Regions from separate parts of the Sus scrofa genome. Here all the other regions are linked to region 2. Evidence: chromatin contacts called from public Hi-C and promoter capture Hi-C data. All regions are on one chromosome and are shown on one strand. The core of a region is the stretch at or near the end of the contact, and the rest is flanking DNA. Distances in the headings are between cores, read along the strand shown.

Evidence for each region. Promoter capture Hi-C pulls out the DNA fragments that hold promoters and counts their contacts. Hi-C and Micro-C count contacts between places; a contact is called where the count stands out from the background.
Region 1: a promoter capture Hi-C map of fetal liver shows a contact between it and region 2, with 2.3 times the contacts expected there. The contact joins the promoter of WDR33 here to the promoter of UGGT1 in region 2. A contact is called at or near these places in 2 of 5 promoter capture datasets (fetal liver and liver), 1 of 47 Hi-C or Micro-C datasets (liver) and 1 of 2 datasets of contacts at active chromatin or transcription factors (alveolar macrophages).
Region 3: a contact with region 2 is called in a Hi-C map of liver, with 9 times the contacts expected there. The contact joins the promoter of POLR2D here to the promoter of UGGT1 in region 2. A contact is called at or near these places in 2 of 5 promoter capture datasets (fetal liver and liver), 5 of 47 Hi-C or Micro-C datasets (fetal liver, heart right ventricle, liver and 1 more) and 1 of 2 datasets of contacts at active chromatin or transcription factors (alveolar macrophages).
Region 4: a promoter capture Hi-C map of liver shows a contact between it and region 2, with 2.2 times the contacts expected there. The contact joins the promoter of AMMECR1L here to the promoter of UGGT1 in region 2. A contact is called at or near these places in 2 of 5 promoter capture datasets (fetal liver and liver), 9 of 47 Hi-C or Micro-C datasets (embryonic fibroblasts, epiblast stem cells, heart right ventricle and 3 more) and 2 of 2 datasets of contacts at active chromatin or transcription factors (alveolar macrophages and skeletal muscle).

The regions. Positions count from the first base shown.
Region 1 is chr15:59,515,227-59,521,311 of Sscrofa11.1, forward strand. WDR33 (pre-mRNA 3' end processing protein WDR33) reads left to right here and starts at 4,606. Exons shown (of 22, transcript XM_021075457.1): 1 at 4,606-4,985.
Region 2 is chr15:59,263,400-59,269,571 of Sscrofa11.1, forward strand. UGGT1 (UDP-glucose:glycoprotein glucosyltransferase 1) reads right to left here and starts at 1,654. Exons shown (of 40, transcript XM_021075942.1): 1 at 1,404-1,654. The coding sequence starts at 1,461.
Region 3 is chr15:59,476,872-59,483,142 of Sscrofa11.1, forward strand. It overlaps POLR2D (DNA-directed RNA polymerase II subunit RPB4), which reads left to right and starts at 2,760. Exons shown (of 4, transcript XM_021076493.1): 1 at 2,760-2,903; 2 at 6,209-6,271. The coding sequence starts at 2,831.
Region 4 is chr15:59,450,376-59,456,742 of Sscrofa11.1, forward strand. It overlaps AMMECR1L (AMMECR1-like protein), which reads left to right and starts at 2,695. Exons shown (of 9, transcript XR_002339479.1): 1 at 2,695-3,629; 2 at 5,144-5,253.

The DNA.
Region 1 (6,085 bases), core at 3,356-5,855, 250 kb after region 2:
ACACTTTGCAAAGCACCAAACTCCTCGTCTGTTCAATTTTGTTCCAACTTCACACAAACGATAGTAAACAACATCTCCCAAATCTTCCTATGCAAAACTGCAGATTCCCACCGTTCCACCACCATTTTCTGTTGTTATCCATTCATGTTTGTGAATTTGCATAAGGAGAGAACAGAGCTAGGCCAAGGCACAGCCATGGTAGGGATGGAGCCAGTCCATAGCCTTCAGGACTGTGATGGGCAGGCAGAAATCTGTTGCCTTTCCTCACACTAAGAATGAAATACCAGAAAGAGAAAGTGAAAAAAAAGTCTGTTTAAAATCCTATCGGGGAGTTCTCTTCTGGTGCAGAGAGTAGCAGGTTAAGAATCTGGAGTTGTCTCCGAGGCAGCGGGGGTTTGAACCCAGGCCCCTTGCAGTGGGTTAAGGATCCCACAGCTGTTGGTCAGAGCTGTGGCTTAGATTTGATCCCTGGCCTGGGAACATCTAAATGCCGAGGGTATGGCCAAAAGAAAAAAAAACAAAAAAACAAAACGAAAAAAAGAACTGAAAAAAAACAAACAAACAACAACCTGCCTAGGAATAAACCTAACTAAGATGATGAAAGATCTATATGCTGAGAATTATAAAACATTAATAAAGGAAATGAAGATGAAATAAGGGATGGAAGGAAAGAATTGGGGAAACTGTTATACTTGCACTAACCATGAAGAAATTCAGGGTTTTTTGAAAGTGAATTTAAGTTAGTTTTAATTTTGGAGTGTTACTCCTAGGGGAATAGTTTTTGACCACTGAAGTTTCCGTGGCCAGGGATCGAACCATGCCACAGCAACGACTCAAGCTGCTACAGTGTCAGATCCTTAACCCACTGTGCCACAAGATAATGCTCTAGGGAACCATTTTTTTTTAAATTAAAAAAAAAGTACAACTGATATGCTAATAGAGAGAAAAAAATGGAATAACCTAAGTGCTTGATTAAAACCAAAGAGGCAGAGTTCCTGTCGTGGAACAGTGGCAACGAATCCCACTAGGAACCATGAGGTTGGGGGTTTGATCCCTGGCCTCCCTCAGTGGGTTAAGGATCCAGCGTTGCTGTGAGCTGTGGTGTGGGTCACAGAGGAGGCTTGGATCTAGTGTTGCAGTGGTGCTGGTGTAGGCTGGCAGCTATAGCTCTGATTGGACCTCTAGCCTGGGAACCTCCATATGCGGCTAGTGCGGCCCTAAAGAAAAAGAAAGAAAAGAAAGAAAAACCAGGAGGCAAAAGTAATTTATTTATTTTTATTTATTTATTTTTGGTTTTTTTTTAGGGCCTCACCTGCAGCATATGGAAGTGCCCAGGCTAGGGGTTGAATCACAGCTGCAGCTGTCTTCCTAAACCACAGCCACAGCAACGCAGGATCTGAGCCTCGTCTTCGACCTACACCACAGCTCACGGCAATGTGGATCTTTAACCCATTGAGCAAGGCCGGGGTCAAACCCCCATCCTCATGGATCCTGGTCGGGTTTGTTAACCACTTAGCCACGACAGGAACTTCGAAAAATAATTTAAAAGAGGAATTTCTGATGTGGTGCAATGGATCGGTGACATCTTGGGAGCACTGAGATGAAGGTTTGGTCCCCAGCTGGGCACAGTGGGTTAAAGATGTGGGTGGCGTTGCCACAGCTGCAGCTTAGGTCAAGACTGCGATTCAGATCTGATGGCTGTCCCAGGAACTCTTTATGCAGCAGGGCGGCCAAAAATGGGAAAAAAAATTAAGAGTGGGAAGATGAAAGACAGAACAAGGGCAAAGAATGTAAAACAGTTGCAAATATGGTATGTATTAATCCAACTATCTCAATAATCACTTTAAATATGAATGGTCTAAATACATCAATTATCAGATAAAGACCATCAGAATGGATTACGAACATTGCCTATTGTAGTCTAGAGACCCTTAAACTTTACTGAGCTCCATGGCTATCACTTTTTCAAAAAGTCCTGAGGCACAGCCCAAATGGGAATTTGGAGCAGGCATTCATGATTCAAAGTTAGTTTTCTGACAGGTCCTTCCTTCTCTAGCTAGGAGTAAGTGCAAATGACGCTCTGATCAGGAACCAGTCCTTACACTTGGAAGATATTGTAGAATCTGAAGTTCCCGTCATGGCGCAGTGGTTAACGAATCCGACTAGGAACCATGAGGTTGCGGGTTCAGTCCCTGCCCTTGCTCAGTGGGTTGATGATCCGGCGTTGCCGTGAGCTGTGGTGTAGGTCATAGACGCGCCTCGGATCCCTCGTTGCTGTGGCTCTGGCATAGGCCGGTGGCTGTAGCTCTGATTGGACCCCTAGCCTGGGAACCTCCATATGCCGCGGGAGCGGCCCAAGAAACAGCAAAAAGACAAAAAAAAAAAAAAAAAAGATATTGTAGAATCTGCTGCTAATAAAGTTGCCCAATAAAATTCCCTGGACACTGGCTAAAATTTTTTTGATGAAAAGATAACCTTGAGCAGGTCTGACGCAGCTCGGATCTGGCATTGCTGTGGCTGTGGTGTAGGCCAGCAGCTATAGCTCCGATTGGACCCCTAGCCTGGGAACCTCCATATGCCATGGGTGTGGCCCTAAAAAGCAAAACAAAACAAAACAAAACAAAACATATTACAGTTCTTCCTATTCATGTTCCACTAAAATTAGATAATTAGTATTTCTGGTGTCATCATAAAAACTTTGTATTGAAACTTTGTAATGTCCAGGTAATATTATATGGTATGCATGTGCCATTATTTAGCCATTATCTGCTATCAGACATTTAAATTGCTTTTTTTTTTTTTTTTTTGCTTTTTTTGGTTTGTTTGTTTTTTTAGGGCCTCACCCTCGACATATGGAGGTTCCCAGGCTAGGGGTCTTATCAGAGCTGTAGCCACCGGCCTACACCACAGCCATAGCAACATCAGATCCGAGCTGCAACTTCCACCTATAGGACAGCTCAGGGCAACGCTATCAATATTTCAATGAAAATTTTGTACATACATTTTTTTAACTTTATTTTTTTTTTTAGGGCGACATATGTGGCACCATGGAAGTTCCTGGGCTAGGAGTCAATTGGAGCTGCAGCTCCAGCCTATGCCATAGGTCCAGCAATGTCAGATTCAAGCTGAGTCTAAGACCCTGGTGCAGCTTGGGACAACACCAGATCCTTAACCCACTGAGCGAGGCCAGGGATCAAACCTGCATCCTTATGGAAACTAGTTGGGTTCTTAACCTCTTGAGCCACAATGGGAATTCCCTTTTTGCACACTTCTGAGAATATCCTTAGGATAGATTTTTAGAAGAGGAATTAGAATGAAAAGTAATACATTTTTTTAAGATTCTTGATTCATGTTGACTTAAATTTTTTATCCTAAAATTAGAAGGCAACTTGTTTGTTTTAGTTGTATTCTTAACTTTCTATAAATGGGATCATCCAGTGTCTTCTTTTGTGCCTGACAGAAGGAAATTTATGATATTCATCAAGTTTGTTGCATTTATCAGTAGTTACAGACAAACCTTTTTTGTTTTTTTGTTTTTGTTTTTTCTGCTTTTAAGGGCTGCACCCACGGCATATGGAAGTTACCAGGCTGGGGGGCAAATCGGAGCTACAGCTGCAGGCCTATGTCACAGTCACAGCAAGGTGGGATTGGAGCTGCATCTGGGATCTACACCATAGCTCAGGGCAACACTGGATCCTTAACCCACACAGCGAGGCCAGGGATGGAATCAGCATCCTCAGGGATACTGGTCAGATTCCTTTCTGCTGAGCCACAACAGGAACTCCCAGACATACCTTCTTTTATTGTGCTTCACTGCTATTGCCTTTAAAAAAAAAAAAAAAAAACTAAGTGAAAGTTTGTGGCAACCCTGCGTTGTCAGATAAAGGATTTTTTTTTTTTTTTAGCAATAAAGCCTTCTAAAAGTAAGGTGTGTACTTGTTTTAACTTAGTGCTATTGCACACTTAAAGACTACAGTATAGTGCAAATATAACATATGCGCTAGATACCAAAAAATTTGTGATTCACTTTATTTAAATATTAGCTTTATTACAGTTGTGGGGAATAGAACACGCAGTATGTCTGAGATATGTCTGAATTTCCTGTTGCTACATAGTAGCTCACTGCATGACCACATCATAACTTGTTTACACAACTGCTGATGGGCGTTTGAGTTACCAGTGATTATTACAAACAACAACAACAACAACAACAAAAAACTGCTTTAAACATTGCTGTGCATGCCTTTGGTGAACGTATGCACTCAGCCCTCTTGGAATGGGACTACCGAGTCTCAGAGTGGGGGGATGCTAAACTTTAGGAGCGACTGTGTAAAGTTTTCCAAAGTGGTTGCACCTCAGGGCTCAATTTTTATAACCTGGTCTCAACTCTCAGTGAGGAAACGAGATAACCTAGAGGTATCTAAAGTACGAAAACTGTATGCTTGACTCAACTCCGAGCCTTCATTTAAATTCTCAAAATATTCTCAGGCAGGTGCTCTGATTTCACGGATGAATAAACGGGACTGCAGCACCACCCCGAATAAATTTCCTATTCAAATTTTGGAAACCGGGGTATTTTTGAAAGCATCAAGGTTAGCTCACAATGTGAAGAAAACAGGCGAGACCACCCGCTCCTCTTTCCTCCTCGTTCCAGACAGCGCCGATCTCCACTGAGCTGGAACAAAGGAGTTGTTCAGTGAAGCCACGTGGTTTGCAACAAGGTCCCGCCTCTCACCTGCACACATGCGCAGTTTGAACTCTAAAGAGCCCGTCGGCCCAGACGCGCGTGACGTAGTAGCGTATGCCGATGCGTGATGACGCATAGGCGTGCGCTCGGTGGTTCATAGGGGAAGATGGCGGCTGCTCTTTTGGAGGAGTGGGATTGAGACGGGCGGAGGGGGGAGGCCAGGAAGGAGAGACGTTCCCGGCTGTGAAGACCGACATTTCGCTCGCCAGTCATTGGGAGCTCTGCTCAGCCCCGGAGGGTGAGTCTGGCGGCGGCACGGGACCGGTCGCCTGCAGCAGGCGGCGGCACTCTCCGCCATTTTCCATCTCGGCCGTTGCGTGCTTTGGGGGCCTAGAGGGGCGCTTGGGAACAGGTTGGAAGAGCAGAGAGGATCTCTGTCTGGGGCTTTTTGTGGCGGTTTCAGCACTTAGGGGGGAGGGCTTGGAAGCTTGCGGCAGACCGGGAAAGGAGGGCATGGTAGGACTAAAACTCTGACTGGGGACAAGTGACGACTAGAAGACGTAGGTAGTAGTAAGGTTATGGATAAAGCTGTGAAGTTTGGAGGTGGAAGCGCGTTAAACTGAAATTTGGGGCGGGAGTGGAAGGGGTTGGGCCGAGAGTTGAATGAGTGTGGCTTTGAGTGGTTGGTTGAAGGGGTCACGGGAAGTTAGTTAATGAGAAACCTGTAAAACGGCGGAAGGTTTAGTCTCGTAATTATTATGGCTTGAAATCGGCAATTTTCACAGATATAAATCTAAAGCTTGACAGGCATAAAACCCCTGTTCCTCCTTTGGAACAGTTACATTCCTACTTTGTTTGGTTTAGATCATGTTCTCTGAAAATTCTTTAATAACTCCCTGCGCATCTCCAATTTTAAGTTGCCTTTTGGCAACTAGATTTTTAGGTTCTTAGAAAGCGTTCTTTTTTTTAAGGAAAGAAAAAAAAAGTTGGTACTTTGTTGTAAATCCCTGTGGTTGGTAGCTCTTCCGCAGAAAGGAGAAGGAGGCTGGTCGATAGGAATTCCCGTAATTGGATCTGTTTAAATCAAATCAGAAAAGCACAGGTTTTTGATAGAAAAGTCTCTCAAGAATGTTTTAAAGTAATTTCTTAGCAAATGATAGTAGGCTGTTGGAAACTTCGGGAGACATCAGAATTTGAAAAAAAAGATTTATGAGAAATACCTCGGGAGCAATGAGTTGACTTTTAAAGTACACTATGGAGATAGAGTATTACCTGTATCTCCACGCAGTGTTTTTTTTTTTTTGTTTGTTTGTTTGTTTTTGCCTGTGAACGTGATGCAGTGGTACATCTGTTTAATTCTGGCAAAACTTTTAGAGACTGTTAGTTTAAAGGAGTCAT
Region 2 (6,172 bases), core at 404-2,903:
TGTATCATCTGCAAGATTGAGTGTGTGGCCCAGTTTCTTTAGTTTAAATTAAAGATACTATCCCATGTTCATTTATCTACAGTAAGATATCAGAAATACTTATCAAAGTTATATTATGGCAAATGTTTTTCACTTTTGGAAAACAGAAGAGGCATAAGATTCTAATCAGTACCAATCTTTTTTCTCCATTTTTAAGTTGAAGAAAATAGCTACCAAATGCTTTAAAATAAAATTTTAAAAAAACCACTTGCACCCTCCAAGTAAAAAAACAGCCATCTGAGTTTCAACATGTATGACAAGAGCGAGGGAAAATATTAGGAAGTACTCACTCTTGAGAAATAAACTTACTTCTGAAATAATTAAACTTAATATACATTTATACCTTTTAGCAAAACTCATTTGCCCTGAACCAAAAACACCTAATTTCCAATTAAAAAGAGATATTGTATATCTGATATGAAAACGACCACCAGTAACTGGAGAAAAAGTCTAATAGAATTTTCTCCAGTTTATTTCCCTCAAGTTAAACATGCATTGTGAAGACGCCATGGTACTGTACAAAGCAATGTTTATTTCCTTTAATAAAAATGAGTTTCAGCTAAGTTCATCAAAAGCAAGTCAAATGGAAAGGCTATAATTATCCCAAATTTTGTAGTGTTGTCATATAGCTATTTAAAATGTCTTCAAACATCACACTACAATTGGACAGCCAAGCGCATGATGAATTTTTCCAAAATAGTGTAGCACAGGAAGGCATAAGACCCCACGACCTCCAATGAACAAAATATGCTAGTTCTCAAATCTGGCAAGAAATGCAAAACAATCTAGAGTTTCTGGCCAAAGAACATGAACAGTTCACACCCATAACTTATTGGCGATGTACGCAGATCTTACTCCTCTGGCAGGTCCCACACTAAAAGTGAAACCGGATCATCCAATTTCCAGCCAACGGATCCTCGTATTAAATGAAAACGGCAACCTATATTCAGCACCTGAATTCATTTTAGGGAAAAGAGAAATCTATAAAAAGTTCCGTTCGTTCTCCTATCGGGGTCCTGCAAACTGCTGGTTCTCAACCTACTTAGGGTCAGGCTTAATCTAAATGCATGTCAGGGCACTTCCCCCACCTGCGTCTGCACTTGAGCACATGGGTCTCCAAGCTCTTCTATGAAGGCTCAAAGGGGTAGAGAGAGCCTGCGGCTACCCTCGCACAAACGATACCTTGCCCAGAAGACACTGAGGGATAACTCGGGTCACTCGCATTGAGGGGGGAAGGTTGGGACACGGGAGGGGAAACTGAGTCAGGGAAGAAACGGAAGCGCAAGGTGACCGGGACACGGAATCGCCTCGTGCCCCAGACCCTCTCCTGACCGCGAGACCGTCCCACGCCACCCAAGGGGTACCTGTCACCGGCCGCGCAGCGGCGGCACACGCGCCGCCCGCAGCCCCTTTCCAGCCCATGCCGGGGCCGCGCTCCGTCTGCGACGGCACCTGGGACAAGGCCGGAGCAGGGTGGAGCGGGGTGGGGCGGGGCAGCTGCGGAGAGGGCAGCAGCTGCGCCAGTGAGCGGCCGACACGCGCCTTTCCCGCGGCTCGGCTCACAAGCCGGCCTCGCAAAGCTAAAGACCAGCAGCCGACCGCCCTTTACTTCCGCTTCCTACTGGCTGGAGTCGGAGGACTTCCGGCTACTGAGTCACGGCGGGGACCGCCCAGAGCGTCGCGCGGCCGCCATCTTACATCCGAGAAGGCCACGCCTCTTTTGTAGCTTCCAGCTGTTTAGTATAGCCACGGAGGCTCGGGTCTGCAAGTCCTGGGGCGTTGTTTAGGCAGGCAGCTAAGACCCAAAAGCTTCACCACGTGGTGCGACCGGAAAGGGGTTTCATACTTTTTGCAGATTGGGACTCGGAGGAGCTTCAAAGTCTACTTCCTTAAACCCTTTATTAAAAAAGCTGTTGCACAGTAAAGGACAAAGTGACAATGTTTTTGAGCATCTTCGACTTTATTTTAAACCTTAGATTTCGATAGCTTTCGTTCCAGGGAGCAAGGGAAAGGAAGATTTTTTTAAATTTTATGAAACGATTTAGCTTATTTTATACGGTCAGTGGCAACTTAATCTGCAATGATTACTTTGTCCTTTGCTTCTTTTTTTTTTTTTTTTTTGAAAATATAAATCTGTGTAAAATTGTTTTAGCATATGTGACATTGGGCAGATCATTTTAGCCGCCAGATATGAATACATCTTTGGAGGGTATTTTTTAACTAATAAAGTGAACTAGAAACCAAAAGTACATTAAAAAGTAATTTAAGAAAGTGTACAATTTTAACTGACTCGATTGTGGCGTACAGTCCTTCCCTTGAGAATGCCAGACAGAACAAGGACTAAAACACCCCCCTCAATTTGTACTGTGCTTAAGAACCTCTAGCTGACTGTTGGGTTTTCAGTTCCTTGCTGGAATAAAAGGAGTGCAGATAATTTTAAGAACTGGAAATGACCATTTTAAGTTTATTTCTTGAGGGAGATTTTGTGTTAGTGGCTGTCCATTGTGTGTTTTTTGCCCCTTTTCATGTGATGCTTTCCACAAAAAAAGAGAATTGTTTTCTTTCTTTTTTTTTTTTTTTTTTTTGTCTTTTAGGGCTGCACCAGCGGCATATGGAAGTTCCCAGGCTAGGAGCTGTGGCCTCCAGCCTTCACCAGACCACAGCAACTTGGGATCTGAGCCACGTTTGTGACCTACACCACAGCTCATAATAATGCCAGATCCGTAACCCACTGACCAAGGCCAGGGGTGGAACCCTTGTCCTCATGGATGCTAGTTGGGTTCATCAACCACTGAGCCACGATGGGAACTCCCAAGAATTGTTTTCTAATTCACCACTTTACAGAGCTTTTCACTCTCTGTTTTAACTTGGTCTTCTGCTATTGATGTATAAACACCACCAACCTTTGCTTAGTTAATAAGTGATAGTACAGAATTTCTAAGAAAGTTGAGTTTCTGTTTCGCTAAATTTTTCTCAGAAAGTTCAGTGCAATTTTATTTCACCAAAAAACAGATTTTTTAAAATTGTTTTAACTTTTTGAGATAATTACAGATTCACAAGAAGTTGCAGAGATAGTACAGTGAAGTCCCATGCACCATTCACCAAGTGCTCCTAGCAGTTACATCTCAAAGAACTATAGTACAGTATCAAAACCAGAAATCTGAGATTTGTACAATGTGTTTGTATAATTTTGTCATTTTAACAGTTGTATAGATTTGGGTAACCACCACTAAAACTCAAGAACTCTTCCAACACCACAAAGATTTCTAAAGAGTTGCGGGAGGGAGGATGATTTTTAAGGCAGTGAAAGCATTCTGGATGATATTCTCATGATGGGTATATGTAGACATTGTCAAACCCACGGAATGTACAACATCAGAAGTAAACCCTAAGGTAAACTATGGACTTTGAGTGGTAAGGGTATGTCAATTTAGGTCTATCAGTTGTAGCAAATGTAGTTACCACTATTAATAGTGGGGGAAATTGTGAGAGTTCCCATCCTGGCTCAGTGGTAAAGAACACCACTAGAATCCACGAGGACATGGGTTCAATCCCTGGTCTTACTCAGTGGATCAGGGATCCAGCATTGCCATGAGCTTTAGTGTAGGTCACAGATGCACCTCAGATCCGGTGTCGCTGTGGCTGCAGTGTGGACTGGCAGCTGTAACTGCGATTCAGCCCCTAGCCTGGGAACTTCCATGTACCACAGGTGCAGCCCTAAAAAAAAAAAGAAAAAGTAGCAGAGGAAGTGGCTCATATGTGGCCTCAGAGGTAGGTATACAAGAATTATCTGTACTCTCAGCTCATTTTTCTATACATCTAAAACTGATCTAAAGTCTTAAAATAATACTCTTTTTTAAAAGGAAAAATCAGGAGTTCCCCAGCAGCCTAGCAGTTAAGAATCTGGCATTATCACTGCTGTGGCTTGGGTTCGATCCCTTCCATATGCTGTGGCCACGGCCCAAAAAAACCCAAAGTCTTTTTTCTCATTATAAGATAAATAAAAATGAGACTCAAGCTTTTAAAAATAATGGATAAAAATAATTGATAGACTCTATCTTTAGAGTAGTTTTAATTTGACAGAATAATTGAGCAGATATTACATACAGTTCCATATATCCATCCCATCCAAACACGGGACACCTAATAGAGTTTCCAGTGTTAGTAACATCTTGCATTAGTGGGGTACATTACAGTAACATCGGCATAGTGGAATATTTAGAATAATCCTCAAATAAAATAACTCTGAGTTCCTGTTGTGGCTCAGCGGTGATGAACCCGACTAGCATCCATGAGGATGCAGGTTCAATCCCTGGCCCTGTTCAGTTGGTTAAGGAACTGGGGTTGCCTTGCGCTGTTGTATAGGCTGCAAACACAGCTCAGATCTGGTGTTGCGGTGGCTGTGGCATAGGCCGACAGCTGTAGCTCCTATTCCACCCCTAGCCTGGGAATTTACATATGCCATGGTGTGTCCCTTAAAAAAAAAAAAAAAAAAAAAAAAAGGAGTGACACAGTGGAAACTAGGAACCATGAGGTTGCAGGTTCCATCCCTGGCCTCACTCAGTGGGTTAGGGATCTGGCGTTGCTGTGGCTGTGGTGTAGGCAGGCGACAACAGCTCCAATTAGACCCCTAGCCTGGGAACCTCCATATGCCACAGGTGCAGCCCTCAAAAGACAAAAAAAAAAAAAAAAAAAAGAAAAGAATATAATTGTCGGAGTTCCTGTCGTGGTGCAGTGGTTAACAAATCCGACTAGGAACCACGATGTTGCAGGTTCGGTCCCTGCCCTTGCTCAGTGGGTTAACGACCCAGCGTTGCCGTGAGCTGTGGTGTAGGTCGCAGACGCGGCTCAGATCCTGCATTGCTGTGGCTCTGGCATAGGCTGGCAGCTACAGCTCCGATTAGACCCCTATCCTGGGAACCTCCATATGCCGTGGGAGTGGCCCAAGAAATGGCAAAAAGACAAAAATAAATAAATAAATAAAATAAAATGTATTAGAGAGACTCTCAAAACGCAACATTGTGGAAATAACACTTATAAATTATTATTAACTAAAGTCCATAGTTTACATCACAGTTAATGCTCCATATGCCAGATCATGAGGGTGGAGCCCTCATGAATGGGATTAGTGCTCTTATTTAAAAAAAATAAAAATAAAAAAATATAAACCTTTCTGCAGAAGTTCCAAGGGCAAGGATCAGACCCACACCACAGCAGGGACAATGCCAGATCTTTAAGCACTAGGTGGCCAGGGAACTCCTGGACTATGATAAAAATTTAAAGATATGTCAAGCACTTGGCAAATTGCAAAAGGCTCTACAAGTCCTGTGAAAATGTTTGTCATAACATATAAAAATTGAAGAACTTCACACAAAAAGAGATCTGAGATAGCTCCATTGGCTTTCTGCCATCTGAAGACACAAAGAAATCGTTTCCTATGTTGTCCACTTTTTCTGTCAAAGCCTCTAACATATTAAACAAAGTTACTTTAAAATTCTAGGATTTCCAGGGAGTTCCCATCTTGGCGCAGCAGAACCATGAGGTTGCAGGTTTGATCCCTGGCCTCGATAAGTGGGGTAAGGACCCGGCGTTGCCATGAGCTGTGGTGTAGGTCACAGATGTGGCTCAGATCTGGCATTGCCGTGGCTCTGGCATAGGCCAGCAGCTGTAGCTCCAATTCAACCCCTAGCCTGGGAACCTCCATATGCCATGGGTGTGGCCCTAAAAAGACAAACAATAAAATAAAAAATAAAAAGTCTATAAGAATCAAATGCTAGAGAAGGTGTGGAGAAAAGGGAACCCTCCTACACTATTGGTGCAGCCAATATGGAGAATAATATGGAGATTCCTTTAAAAAGTAAAAATAGAGTTACCCTATGATCCAAAAATCCCACTCCTGGACATATATCTGGGGAAAAGAATCTAATTTGAAAAGATGCATGCATTTCAATATTCATAGCAGCACTATTTACAGTAGTCAAGACATGGAAGCAACCTATTTGTCCAAGAACAGATAAATGGATAAAGAAGATAGATAGAGTTCCCTTGTGGGTTAAGTATCCGGTGTTGTCATTACTGTGGCTCTGGTCACATGTGTGTCACAGTTTCAACCCCTGGCCCAGGAACTTCAATA
Region 3 (6,271 bases), core at 1,510-4,009, 210 kb after region 2:
AGGTTGCAGATGCGGCTCGGATCCCGCGTTGCTGTGGCTCTGGCGTAGGCCGGTGGCTACAGCTCCGATTAGACCCCTAGCCGGGGAACCTCCATGTGCCACGGGAGCGGCCCAAAGAAATAGCAAAAAAAACAAAAAACAAAAAAACTTTTTTCCCCTAGGAAAAAAGTTCGTAGTTGTCATTAAGTTTTCCAATAACACAGAACTTGCCCAGAAAGCTACAACCTGAAGAGGGAGTAGGGGGGCAATGCTCAAATTTAACATAACATTTGATGAGGTTAATTAACCCAAACAGAGACTTTGGGACATGGGTGTGGTCTGACCTAGAGGAAAACATTGCTCGATTTTGGATGGCCCAGAAAGGATGAGGTTTGGAGAAAATGACAAGGAATGATTTTTCAAACTTTACATTCACGTGTTGATATTGTTAGTCTTTGGTTTAAATTTTTATTTGCAAGTATGTAAAATTTTTAAGATACCAGTTCTGAGGCCCTTACAGTTGGCAAGAGGTTTATATGGTCAGGGTTAGATGATAAATTTGGAGATACATTACAAACGACTGGTTAACCACAGACCGACTGTGTGAGAGGAATTCTGTTTCTTCAAGAGAAATGATTCTAGAGATGAGTATTCCATTTCTGTAATTCCACCTGTAAACAGCATGGAATTCCATATCATTCTTTTTGGGGGGTATATCAATCCAGGGTCTGTGTGACCTTGGTATAAATATCTGCTTTTGAAAGGCACACTCACTGGGATAGTGGAAGGACTTGACTGGACCAATACTGTACAAAGAACCATTGGAGTTCCTGTCCTGGCTAGTGGTTAACAAATCCGACGAAGAACAATGAGGTTGCTGCTTCAATCCCTGGTCTTGCTCAGTGGGTTAAGGATCTGGCGTTGCCGTGAGCTGTGGTGTAGGTTGCAGATGCGGCTCGGATCCCGCATTGCTATGGTTCTGGCATAGGCTTGGCAGCTACAGCTCCAATTCGACCCCGAGCCTGGGAACCTCCATATGCCACGGGTGCAGCCCTAGAAAAGGCAAAAAGACAAAAAAAAAAAAAAAAAAAAAAAAAGAACCGTAGTAGCTCCTGAGCAATGTGATGACCTCTTTGTATGCTTCCTTACTTCTCAGACCACTTGCCACTTTCTGTCTGTCATTATGAAAAGTAAGTCCAGGTCTTGCATCAACTACCTGTAGAGAGCTCCTTTTGGGGACAGCTCTAGGACTGATTCACCTTTTTAACTTCAGGGCCTTGCACATAAGTATTTATGGTTTCTTGAATGAAAATGTGGACAAATCACCCTGTGACACGTTATTGGATGTATTTGTTATCCTCTTTTCTTCTTTCTTCACCTGTTGACTTCTTTCCTGCTGTGTGTGTGCAGAAGATCCAGCTAGCCTTGGGGCCAGCACATGATGAGGTCCGGTAAGCAGTAGGTACTCTGTAAAGTCCTGCTGGGTGGCTAAATGGGAGAAAGAGGCCTACACTGAGCTTCAGAACTACCTCCCATACCCAGCAGCTACCTGTCCCCAGCCTCTTCATCAGAACATCAATCCACAGCTCTGTTGGATTGTGTAGGAAAGCACTTTGAAGCAGTAAAAAGCTCTGCCAATACTATATAAACTACCATTGATTTACCCAATACATCTCTTTTGGAAATACAGATAGAAGGCAAATTAGGAGTTCCCGTCGTGGCGCAGTGGTTAACGAATCCAACTAGGAACCATGAGGTTTCGGGTTCGATCCCTGGCCTTGCTCAGTGGGTTAACGATCCGGCATTGCCGTGAGCTGTGGTGTAGGTTGCAGAGGCGGCTTGGATCCCACGTTGCTGTGGCTCTGGCGTAGGCTGGTGGCTATAGCTCCGATTAGACCCCTTGCCTGGGAACCTCCATATGCCGCAGGAGCGGCCCAAGAAATGGCAAAAAGACAAAATAATAATAATAATAATAAATAAATAAAAATTAAATTTAAAAAAAGGCAAATTAATTTTGTAAAAATTAGTCTTGTCTGGTAATGCCTTTTTTTGTTAGCAGAGTTTACATGATACTTAAGCACTGTTCATTGCTGAGCCAAGTAGTGCACTATGATTATTCCTTTCACTGTACAACCATCTGTTTTCTCTCACATTGGAAACAAAATCATTTTTCATTTGCTTAGTTTTCTAAGTATCACCCAAATATTCCATCAGGCCTCTCGATATCACTATCCACGTGCTCAGAAGTATTAGAAAAATCCACTACAAATAAAAAATTTTAAATGCTTAAGGCTATAAAGGAAATCATACGTTTTCAGTCACCTACCCAGCTTCCCATCAAGGAGAGTTCCTCTCGTTCCAGCTGCTCGGAACCGCGCGTTCCTGCATCTCATCTAATCCTTCCCTCTGCCCTGGGAGGCAGGTATTCTCATCCACACCCCACAGGTGAGTTAACTGAGCCTCAGAGAGGTATAGCGACCGGTCGCCACGCCGCGCGGCGAAGGGCGTACGGGGGAAGAGGCGAGGATGGCTTCTCCCGCGAGGCCAGTGCAGGACGGCCCCTCGGCGATGAGTGAGCCCCGCAATCCCGGTCTCGGGCTCCTTTCCACTTCCTTGGGAGCAGCCTAAGGTCGCTTCACTCCTCTCTGCCGCCTCCCAGCTTCGCCCGCCCCATCCAGGTCCCGCCCAGCCCAGAGGTTCCGCCCAGCCCAGAGGGTCCGCCCACATGTGGGGGCCTGCTCAACCCTATTCGGACTCCGCCCTGTCTCCGAAACCACGCCCCTTCCGTGCTGTGTTTCGTGGATCGGCGCTTCCGTTTCCGGCGGTGCGAGTGGAGGTTCGTGGCAGGTCAATGGCGGCTGGTGGCAGCGATCCGCGGGCTGGTGATGTAGAGGAGGATGCCTCACAACTCATTTTTCCCAAAGGTGCGGCCTGGGGCTTCCCGACTATCCCGGTTGTCCGGTGTGGTTGGCGTAGGCCTAGCTGGGGCTGGCGGGCGCGGCGAAGGGCCGGGAGGAGGGGGATGCAGGCCAGCGGGGAGCGGTACGGTGAGAGCAGGCCAGCTTGATTGCACACCTACCGCTCTGGAGCCTTCGGCGCCCAACTCCGCACTGGCTCTGGGCGGCCTCTTACTCCTGTTTAAGTAATTCGTTTTATCTGATAAACTCTGCGAAGTTCTGGAGGGATGTGTCAAAGATAAAACCGGCACTAAAGGGGTCAGGACCGATTTTAATCAGTAATATACCATTGCAGTAGAGAAAAGAGTCAAGCGTAGACTAGTCCCAACTTGGATTTGTAGAGAGGTGACTGAACGTTTTAAAGAGAGAATGAGGGAATAGGGAGAGGTGAGCGGGGCTTACTAGGGTCAGGGAAGTGAAAAACTACGAAAAATGGGAAGAACAAAGTATAGCATTTGGAGTGAATAAGCGGTGAGATTCTGCTGTGTAGAAATGGGAACTATATCTAGTCACTTGTGATGGAGCATGGTGGAGGATAATGTGAGAAAAAATATATATGTGCATGTGTGACTGGGTCATTCTGCTGTATAGTAAAAAATTGACAGAACACTGTAAACCAACTCTAATGGAAAAAATAAAAATCATTATTAAAAGAAAAATGGGAAGAGAAGAGTTGGTCAGTTTGAAACCCATTTGGATTTGTTAACTGTCACTTAGGAAAATTAGGCTCCTGAGAGTCTGCTGTATAGCACAGGGATCTGTGTATAATCCCTTGTGATGACACATGATGGAAGATAACGTGAAAAAAAGAAGGTGTATAAATGTATAACTGGGTCACTTTGCTGTACAGCAAAAATTGACAGAACACTGTAAATCAACTATAATAATTTTTTTTTTTTTTTTTTTTTTTTTTTTTAGGGCCGCACCTGCAGCATATGGAGGTTCCCAGACTAGAGGTCTAATCGGAGCTGCAGCTGCTGGCTTATACCATGGCCATAGCAACATGAGATCCGAGCCGTGTCTGTGACCTACACCACAGCTCACAGCAATGCCAAATCCTTAACCCACTGAGCAAGGCCAGAGGTTGAACCCGCCACCTCATGGTTCCTAGTCGGATTCATTTCCACTGTGCCACGACGGGAACACCAAAAAATCAGGTTCCTACCCTCCCACTTCTGCTCTGGGCTGGGGATGGGGGCTCTATCTCCAGGAGGTGGCTGGAATAAATAGTGAATTATTTTGGCAGCCTTTAGTTTTCATAGGCAGCTATTTTATTTTATTTTACTTTATTTTGTTGATTTTTAGGGCCACATATGGAAGTTCCCAGGCTAGGGGTCAAATCCGAGCTGCAGCTGCTGGCCTGCAACACAAGATCCGAGCCTCGTCTGTGACCTACACCACACACAGCTCTCGGCAACACTGGATCCTTAACCCACTGAGCAAGGCTGAGGATCGAGCCCGATTCCTCATGGATGCTAGCTGGGTTCATTACTGCTGAGCCACAACTGGAGCTACTTATAGTATAGTTCCTGTTATAGGCAGTTACTTTAAAGGAGCTAGACTCATCCCAGGAATGCAGTTAGAAATCATGTAATCTTGAGCTGTTAGAAATCATGTTAGTGTTTTGTTCAAGTCTGTGGGCCAAAGTTGAGTCCTAGCCAAGAAGAGGGTGCAAAGGATTCTGCCTAGAGTTTGGTCAGAGAGAGAATCTTTGTCACGTGGCAGCAAGTAAAACACATTTTTGCTATCAGGAAACTTCCTTTGTGCAGTGTGATGTACTTAGTTTGTAATTTAGAAACCCAAAATGAGTAGAAAACTTAAGATATTATTTATTAAAAAATAAATAAAATGCCTTTTGTCTTTTTAGGGCCGCACTTTTGTCATGTGAAGGTTCCCAGGCTAGGGGTCTAACGGGAGTTGTTGCTGCTGGCCAACGCCAGAGCCACAGCAATGTCAGATATGAGCCACGTCTGCAACCTACACCACAGCTCACCGCAACACTGGATCCTTGACCCACTGAGCGAGGCTAAGGATCAAACCCGCAACCTCATGGTTCCTAGTCAGATTTGTTTCCGATAAGCCATGACAGAAACTCCTAGAAAGCTTAAGATTTTAAAATGTCGTATCTTAGGAGTTCCCAAGTAACTCAGCAGCAACAAACCTGCCTAGTATACATGAAGATAAGGTTTAATCCCTCACTCACTCAGTGGCTTAAGGATCTGGCATTGCCATGAGCTATGGTATAGGTCCCACGGCTAAGATCCCATGTTGCTGTGGCCGTGGTATAGGCCAGCAGCTATAGCTCCGATTGAACCACTAGCCTGGGAACCTCCATTTGCCACAGGTGCAGCCCTAAAAAGCAAAAAATAAAATAAAAAATTACTATATCCATAGTAAAATGTGAAATTCCCCTCCCTTTCACCCTGAGGAAACTACTGTAAAGTTTCTAAACTGCTCATTTATGAATACATACATGTACATTCTTTTTCTTTGCAAATGTAGGATTTTGCTATAAAAATTACAGATTTTTTTTTTTTTTTTTTTTAGCCATATGTGCAGCATGTGGAAATTCCTAGTGCAGGGATGAAACCTGTACCACAGCAGTATAGCACTGGGTCCTTAACATACTGCACCACAAAGGAACTCCTCTTTTTCTTTTTTAAGGTGTTGTAACAAAGAGGGAGGATGTTTTCTTTTCTTTTTATTCTTTATAGGGCCGCTCTTGCGGCATATGGTTGTTCCCAGGCTGGAACAACAGCTGCCAGCCTTTGCCACAGCCACAGCAACAAGGGATCGGAACTGCATCTGCAGCCTATGCCACATCTCATGGTAGCACCATATTCTTGACCCAATGATTGAAGCCAGGGATCGAACTCATGTCCCCTTGGATACTAATTGGGTTTGTTACTTCTGGGCCACGATGGGAAATCCAGAAGCTGACTTTTGAAAGAATGTCTTTGGGAGTTCCCGTCATGGCGCAGTGGTTAACGAATCCGACTAGGAACCATGAGGTTGCGGGTTGGTCCCTGCCCTTGCGCAGTGGGTTAACGATCCGGCGTTGCCGTGAGCTGTGGTGTAGGTTGCAGACGCGGCTCGGATCCCGCGTTGCTGTGGCTCTGGCGTAGGCTGGTGGCTATGGCTCCGATTGGACCCCTAGCCTGGGAACCTCCATATGCCGCGAGAGCGGCCCAAGAAATAGCAAAAAAAAAAAAAAAAAAAAAAAAAAAAATGAAAGAATGTCTTTGGTTGACATTTATGCTTCTCACAAACAGAGTTTGAAACAGCTGAGACACTTCTAAATTCAGAAGTTCACATGCTTCTGGAGCATCGAAAGC
Region 4 (6,367 bases), core at 1,445-3,944, 190 kb after region 2:
GGGGATCCCATGTTGCTGTGGCTGTGGCGTAGGCTGGCAGCTGTAGCTCCAATTCAACCCCTATCCTGGTAACCTCCATATGCCTTGGATGTGGCCCTAAACAGCAAAAAAAAACAAAAAAAAAAATTGAGATATAATCGACATACAACATTGTATAAGTTTAAGGTATACAATGTGTTGATTTGACACATTTACATACTGCACTCTGATTACCATCAGGAGAGTTAGCTAATATCTCTATCATGTCACATAATTGTCCCCCTTTTTTTTTTGCCTGCATCCATGGCATACAAAAGTTCCTGGGCCAGGGATCGAACCTGAGCCACAGCCATAACCCCAACCACAGCAGTGAAAACTCAGAATTCTTAACCCACTGGGCCATCAGGGAACTCCTATCATTTCTTTTTTTGGGGTGGAAACATTAAGATCTATGGTTAGAGTACATTACCATATATATTCTTAACCATTCAAGGTAAGAGATGATGAAAAGCTATGCCTTGTTTTTATAGTGGTACAGCTATATCATGGCAAATTGGGGTGACATTTTAGGTTCATGCACAGGGCTTGAGCCACTTAGCTTTCCCACAGTTCCCCTATCCCAACTATATTACGTTCCCACCACTTGCTGGTTTTCTTCTTCATTTAATTATTCAGGCTACAAAAAATTACCTTATGCCTACTATGTAACAGGTTTTTGCACTATATGCAGGAAATGAGAAAATAAATAAGACATAGCCACTTCCATCTTTATGGTAAAAATTGTCCTCTTCTTTCTTCTTCTTGTTCCTAATTTCACTCTATTTTTTTTTAAATCTTTTTCATCTTTGTAGGGCCACACTGGTGGCATATGGAGGTTCCCAGGCTAGGGCTCCAATCGGAGCCATAGCTGCCGGCCTACACCACAGCCACAGCAACTCGGAATCCGAGCCATGTCTGCAACCTACACCACAGCTCACGGCAACGCCGGATCCTTAACCCACTGAGCGAGGCAAGGGATGGAACATGCAACCTCATGGTTCCTGGTCGGATTCATTAACCACTGAGCCACGACAGGAACTCCTCACTCTGCTATTTTTGCATCAGTGCATACTATTGCTTTCTGATGTGAAGTGACCCCAAAGTGACTTTTTAAAAAGTCCTGCCTTTCAGTGTCAGTAAACAACAGCAGGTCCTACTTCTTGGTAAAATGCCTTTTGACAGCTCAAAGCAAGGTTTGTTTTTGTTTTAATTTGGGAGTGTTTCAAGTCCAACTTAGTTCCATCATTTACCTTCTGGCAGCTTGATAACCAGGGAGCAATAACTCCCTTATCTGTGAGCTGTTCAATGACAACATAGCACCACCCTGGGAGCAATAGACTAAGGCCCTTTTCCAGATTTCAAGACTTTCAGCTGGAAAGACTTTCACTATATGAAATTTATTCTGATTATTTTAAGTCAGGATATGATCCACTTATTCAGAAACCAACAAAGGAATGACCTCTGGCTTGCTGCCTCTAGCATTTCTGGCTCCAGGCCATATGATCATCTAATTTGTAGTTTTTCAGGCCTACAGAGGTTAGAAACTGGGAAAAGTGGAACTCAACAGCAGATAAGCACCTCCAGACCTTGACAGGAATTATGAAGACTGCTCTAAATGGCTTTTGTGGAAAAAAAAAAAAAAAAAACTGACCTCTTGTAGATCCCGTTGTAGCTCAGCAGTAACGAACCCGACTAGTATCCATGAGTATGAGAGTTTAATCCCTGGCCTCGCTCAGTGGGTTAAGGATCCGGCATTGCTGTGAGCTGCAGCAAAGGTCACAGATGTGCCTCAAATCTTGCGTTGTTGTTGCTGCGGCTGTGGTATAGGCCGGCAAGTGTAGCTCCCATTTGACCTCTAGCCTAGGAACTCCCATATGCCACAGGTGCGGCCCAAAAAAAGAAAGAAAAAAGTCACCTTCTTATTCTACAGCCATGTCTCTTCCTTCCACTGTTTTGCTCTGCCAGGTTCTCAGAGTTCCAGGTCCAAGGGGCACCAATCACTGTTTCCTCCCTTTTTTGCTGCCTACAGGTAATTTTGCTATAAGTCTGTAGTAGCAGATCTTACTATGCTTTAGTACATTATGCATTCTAGAGCAGAAGGTTTTTGCTGGAAAGCTTCACTGTTAGATATGATTTGCATTTTTTACTAGAGACTTTTCTTTGCTCTTGGAGGACAAACATGTTAAGGATTCCTTTCTGCGTAAACAGAATAGCAAAACACAGAACTGTCGATCTGTGGGCTTGAGTCTGTGTTCTCAACTAGACTGGCAATGCTTTAAAACAGGGCATGCCTTTGCTGCAGGGCCTAAACAGTTTGTAGTGGTTAGGGTGAGGGAGCAGGGCAGAAATGAGACTTTTAGTGCAACTCCATCTGTCACTATAATAAAAACGTTAAGTTGTCAAATTAAACACCAAATATTTGAAACGAGAATAATTTTCTATTAATTTTTTTTAATGTTTCTTGTATTGCTCTCTTTGAGGCCCTTGCCCTGCCAGTGCTGAGGTATCTGCCTAGTCGACCAAATGAATTAACCCTGCACTGTAGATAGTGGCCACTTGAGTCGTTTCTGGGCTGGGGACTGGGGTGGGGGTGGGGGTCAAGACCGAGATTTGGGCTCCTGACACCACCTAGGGTGGTCTGTCCTTTCCAGTACACGAGGAGGCTGGCACTGAGCCTGGAACTCCTTCTCAAAAGCCTGGCCGGATCCGATGGGTCTGCTGAATATAAGGCTGCTCCGAGCTACCCCTTCCTGGCTGCCTTCGAAGGCTTCGACTAGGTGGGGTGAAGCGACGCGAGCCTAACTGCTCCGGGAAAGCCGTGGGCGGCTGAGTGTTGGGCGGGAAAGGGCGGAGCGGCGAGGCTGGGCATCCCGGCTGCATCCCAAGCCGGTACCTGGGCCGCGTCACGGACAATGCCGCCGGCCCGGGCCGCACTACAATTCCCGACGCGCTCTGCGCTCGCTCGCAGAAGCCAAGGCAGCCCGGCCTGCACTGCGCCGACCGGCCTCACAGCCGGGAGCTTCGCTCCGCAGGCTCAGCGACCCGAGGGGTCCGACCCACCGGCCTCCTCCTGCCCCTCACCTCCCACCCGTCTTTATTTCAACCGCCTAGGCTTCTACCCCAAGAGTGGAAAGCAGCCTCCTAATTCAACCCGTGGAGTCGACTCCAGCCAATAATGTGCGCGAAGCTAGGCCACGTGACAGCAGCGGGGTGGTGCTCCAGAGGCTCTCCGATCTCTATGGTTTTGGCGACTAGCTAGAGGGCGTGTGGTCCACTGGAGGACTACCTACATTCTTCCTCCATTACCTCACTGCCTCCGGTGGCTGCTGGGATACCGGAAGACTCGGGTCCCGGCTCGGCTCAGTCCTCCAGCTGCCCGGGGAATACCTCTAGCAGTTCTTCCCTGCCGCCACCGCCGCCCCGCCGCTTCCTCCTCCGCCCGCCCCCGCCGGCCTTCTTCGCCCCGCCCCGTCCGCGCCGCGCGTCCGGCCCGTCTGCGGCCCGCTTCTCTCGCGAGCCCCCACCCAGGCGCATGGCTCCATGAAGCAGGAGGAGGAGGCAGAGCGCGAGAGGTCCCGTCTGCCCCGGCTGCGCCTGGGCCAGGAGAAAAGGTGGGAAAGTCGGTCCGCGCCGCGCCCTCCTCCCCCGTCCCCGCCAGGCCGTCCTCCCAGGGGCTGCCGCCGTGCGTGTCGGGCCTCCTCACCCCGAGGCGACCGGAGGGGCCGGCGAGTGGGTCCCCGGGGTTCGGGGTTCGGGTCCCGGGGCAGCATGGGGGAGGGGCTCTGGGGGCGGTGAAAGGAGGCGGCAGGGCGGGGCCTGCGGGCCGCGTGTGCGGGCGGGGAGCTAGTGGGTCGGAAGGCGTGCTGGGGAGGGGGTGAGTGGATGCCCCTGCCCCGGGCCGCGAGGCGAGGCCAGGCGAGGCTCCAGCTCCTTTCTGCACTCCCTCCAGGAAACAGTGGCGGGTCGTGTAAAGTTTGGTGGTCTCCGGCGCCGCCTGGCGGCCCTCGCCCACCGTCCCGCCGCCCCGCCGCCCCCTCCCCCGCCCGGCGTCTGGATTCCACCCCCGCGGCTCTGCCCTCTAAACCCTACCCGTCGCCTGGTCGTCCCCCTACTCCTCCCAGAGCCCCGCGCTCTCCCCTTCCACCTCCTTTCTTACCTTTCACCTTTTTATCTGCCTGCTTTGCACCTCCCGTCGCTGGCCTCTCTTTTCCCCGCTGTATCTCTTCCTTGCTGAACTCTGTTTTACAAGCACGCTTTCGTCTCTTCTTCCCTTTTTTTCCAACTCCACCCTCATTCTGTCTTTCCTTATGTACCCATAGTCCTCATTTCCATTATTTCTCCACCTGGCACTCTGGGTTTTATGCCTCCCTCCTTCCCAGGCTGTGGGTTTTGCCCTTCACTTCTTGCCCTCCTCCATTCCCTGTCCTGATGTGAACTCCTCACTTTGCCACACGCCCTCACCCAGATCCCTCTGGGCCTATCCCCTTTCACTGCCCTCTCCTTGGACAGAGTGGGTGGGGCCTGGAGTCTCCTGTTTACATCTTTGGGAAAAACTCAATTCTCTACTCCTGGCGGGTGGAGAGAGTTGGTGAAGAGATTGTAAAAGAGATTTGTGCAAGCCTCAGAGTAAAGATGGGTGGCTTTTACCAACAGTTATCCTCCCCACCTGGGATAACAAGATGGCCTGTCCTCAGGACCCTGGCATGCTGTCCAATAATCCTTCGGCACCATCTTTGCAGAGGATATGGCAGTATGTTTGTATTCTGAAACCAGTGGAGAATCTTGAAGTGGTATATCTTAGCCTGGGAGCAAGTTTTTATCTAAATTAGTGGTGGAGGAAGTTTTAATGTCTGTCTCATGTTTGGTTTCAATTAAATCTTTGATACTCATTGTCCTCCCTTCTTGGTGATGATGCCAAGGATGAGGTGATATAATGTATGGGACTGCCGTTGCTGCCTTATATTTAGATTTTGAAATGTTTTGAATTAAGGAAAGCCTGTTCCTTAGTTGTTTTTTTTTTTCCCCTAGAAATTGCTCTGTTGAGTTGTAGTTTTTTCAGAAACCATCCCTTACCTTGGCACTGCCTTGATTTTGTTCATTCACTGTACCTACATTTCCATCTTAGGTACAGGAAGAAGGAATGGAATCGGAAGGAAGAAAATTCATTTCAGAGACAAAATAGCTCCCCTCCTCTGTTATAGCTGTTCCCCTGGCAATACAAACTTTCAGCTTTAAGTGAGTATTACCTTGGACATACTTAGACTAGAATTTTGTTGCCCTTTTAAAATTAAAAAAAAAAAAAAAATTTTTTTTTTTTGTTTTAGGCTGGTGCTAGGACTTCAGGATGTAGGTTTACTTTGTTCACTTCTATTTTTCTACTTCTTGAGAGGGGGTCCTAATGTTGATGAATTGCCTTCCACTTGCTCTCTTTTAAAATACTTTGAATATGTAAAGACACATTTATTTTCCACAATCTCATTAGAGTGACCTAGATGGTGGTGTGGCATTATCCGTAACCTTTATGTACATAAAGTCTGCCTCCCGCCCCTTCCCAATTATTCATTTTTTAAAGTCAAAGAGGGAACTCAGGAGTTCCCGTCGTGGCACAGTGGTTAACGAATCCGACTAGGAACCATGAGGTTGTGGGTTCGGTCCCTGCCCTTGCTCAGTGGGTTAACGATCCGGCGTTGCCGTGAGCTGTGGTGTAGGTTGCAGACGCGGCTCGGATCCCGAGTTGCTCTGGCTCTGGCGTAGGCCGGTGGCTACAGCTCCGATTCAACCCCTAGCCTGGGAACCTCCATATGCCGCGGGAGCGGCCCAAGAAATAGCAACAACAACAACAACAACAACAAGACAAAAGACAAAAAAAAAAGAGCATAATAACTCAGAGGTTAATGTAGTTCCTATCAAGGTCAATTACTGAGTGTCTTCCATATGGTTATAATCTTCAGGGAATTTTGGAACATTTTGCCCTAAATCTGCTAGGGTGATACTATTTTCTTGAAAATAATTAGAGTTTTATATGTAAACAAAGTTCTGGAAAAATTTTTATTACTCTTGAATTTCTTGGAGGTTTTTTTGTGTTTTTTTATAATGATTTTTATTTTTTCCATTATAGCTGGTTTACACCCTGGAGTTTATTAGTAATGGTATGCAGACATTTCTAAGAGAATTTTTGAGTGCTTCCCATCTCATGGAGACTCACAGTCCCTCTGTGAGGAAGGCAGGGAACAAATATTTTCATTTTGCAAATGAAAGAAACGAGGCCCAGAAAGACCTGGCTCACTGCCATAGCTCATAGTAAAGGAAGGGGATCTAAAAAGAAAACAAAACTTCTGACTCTTGATAT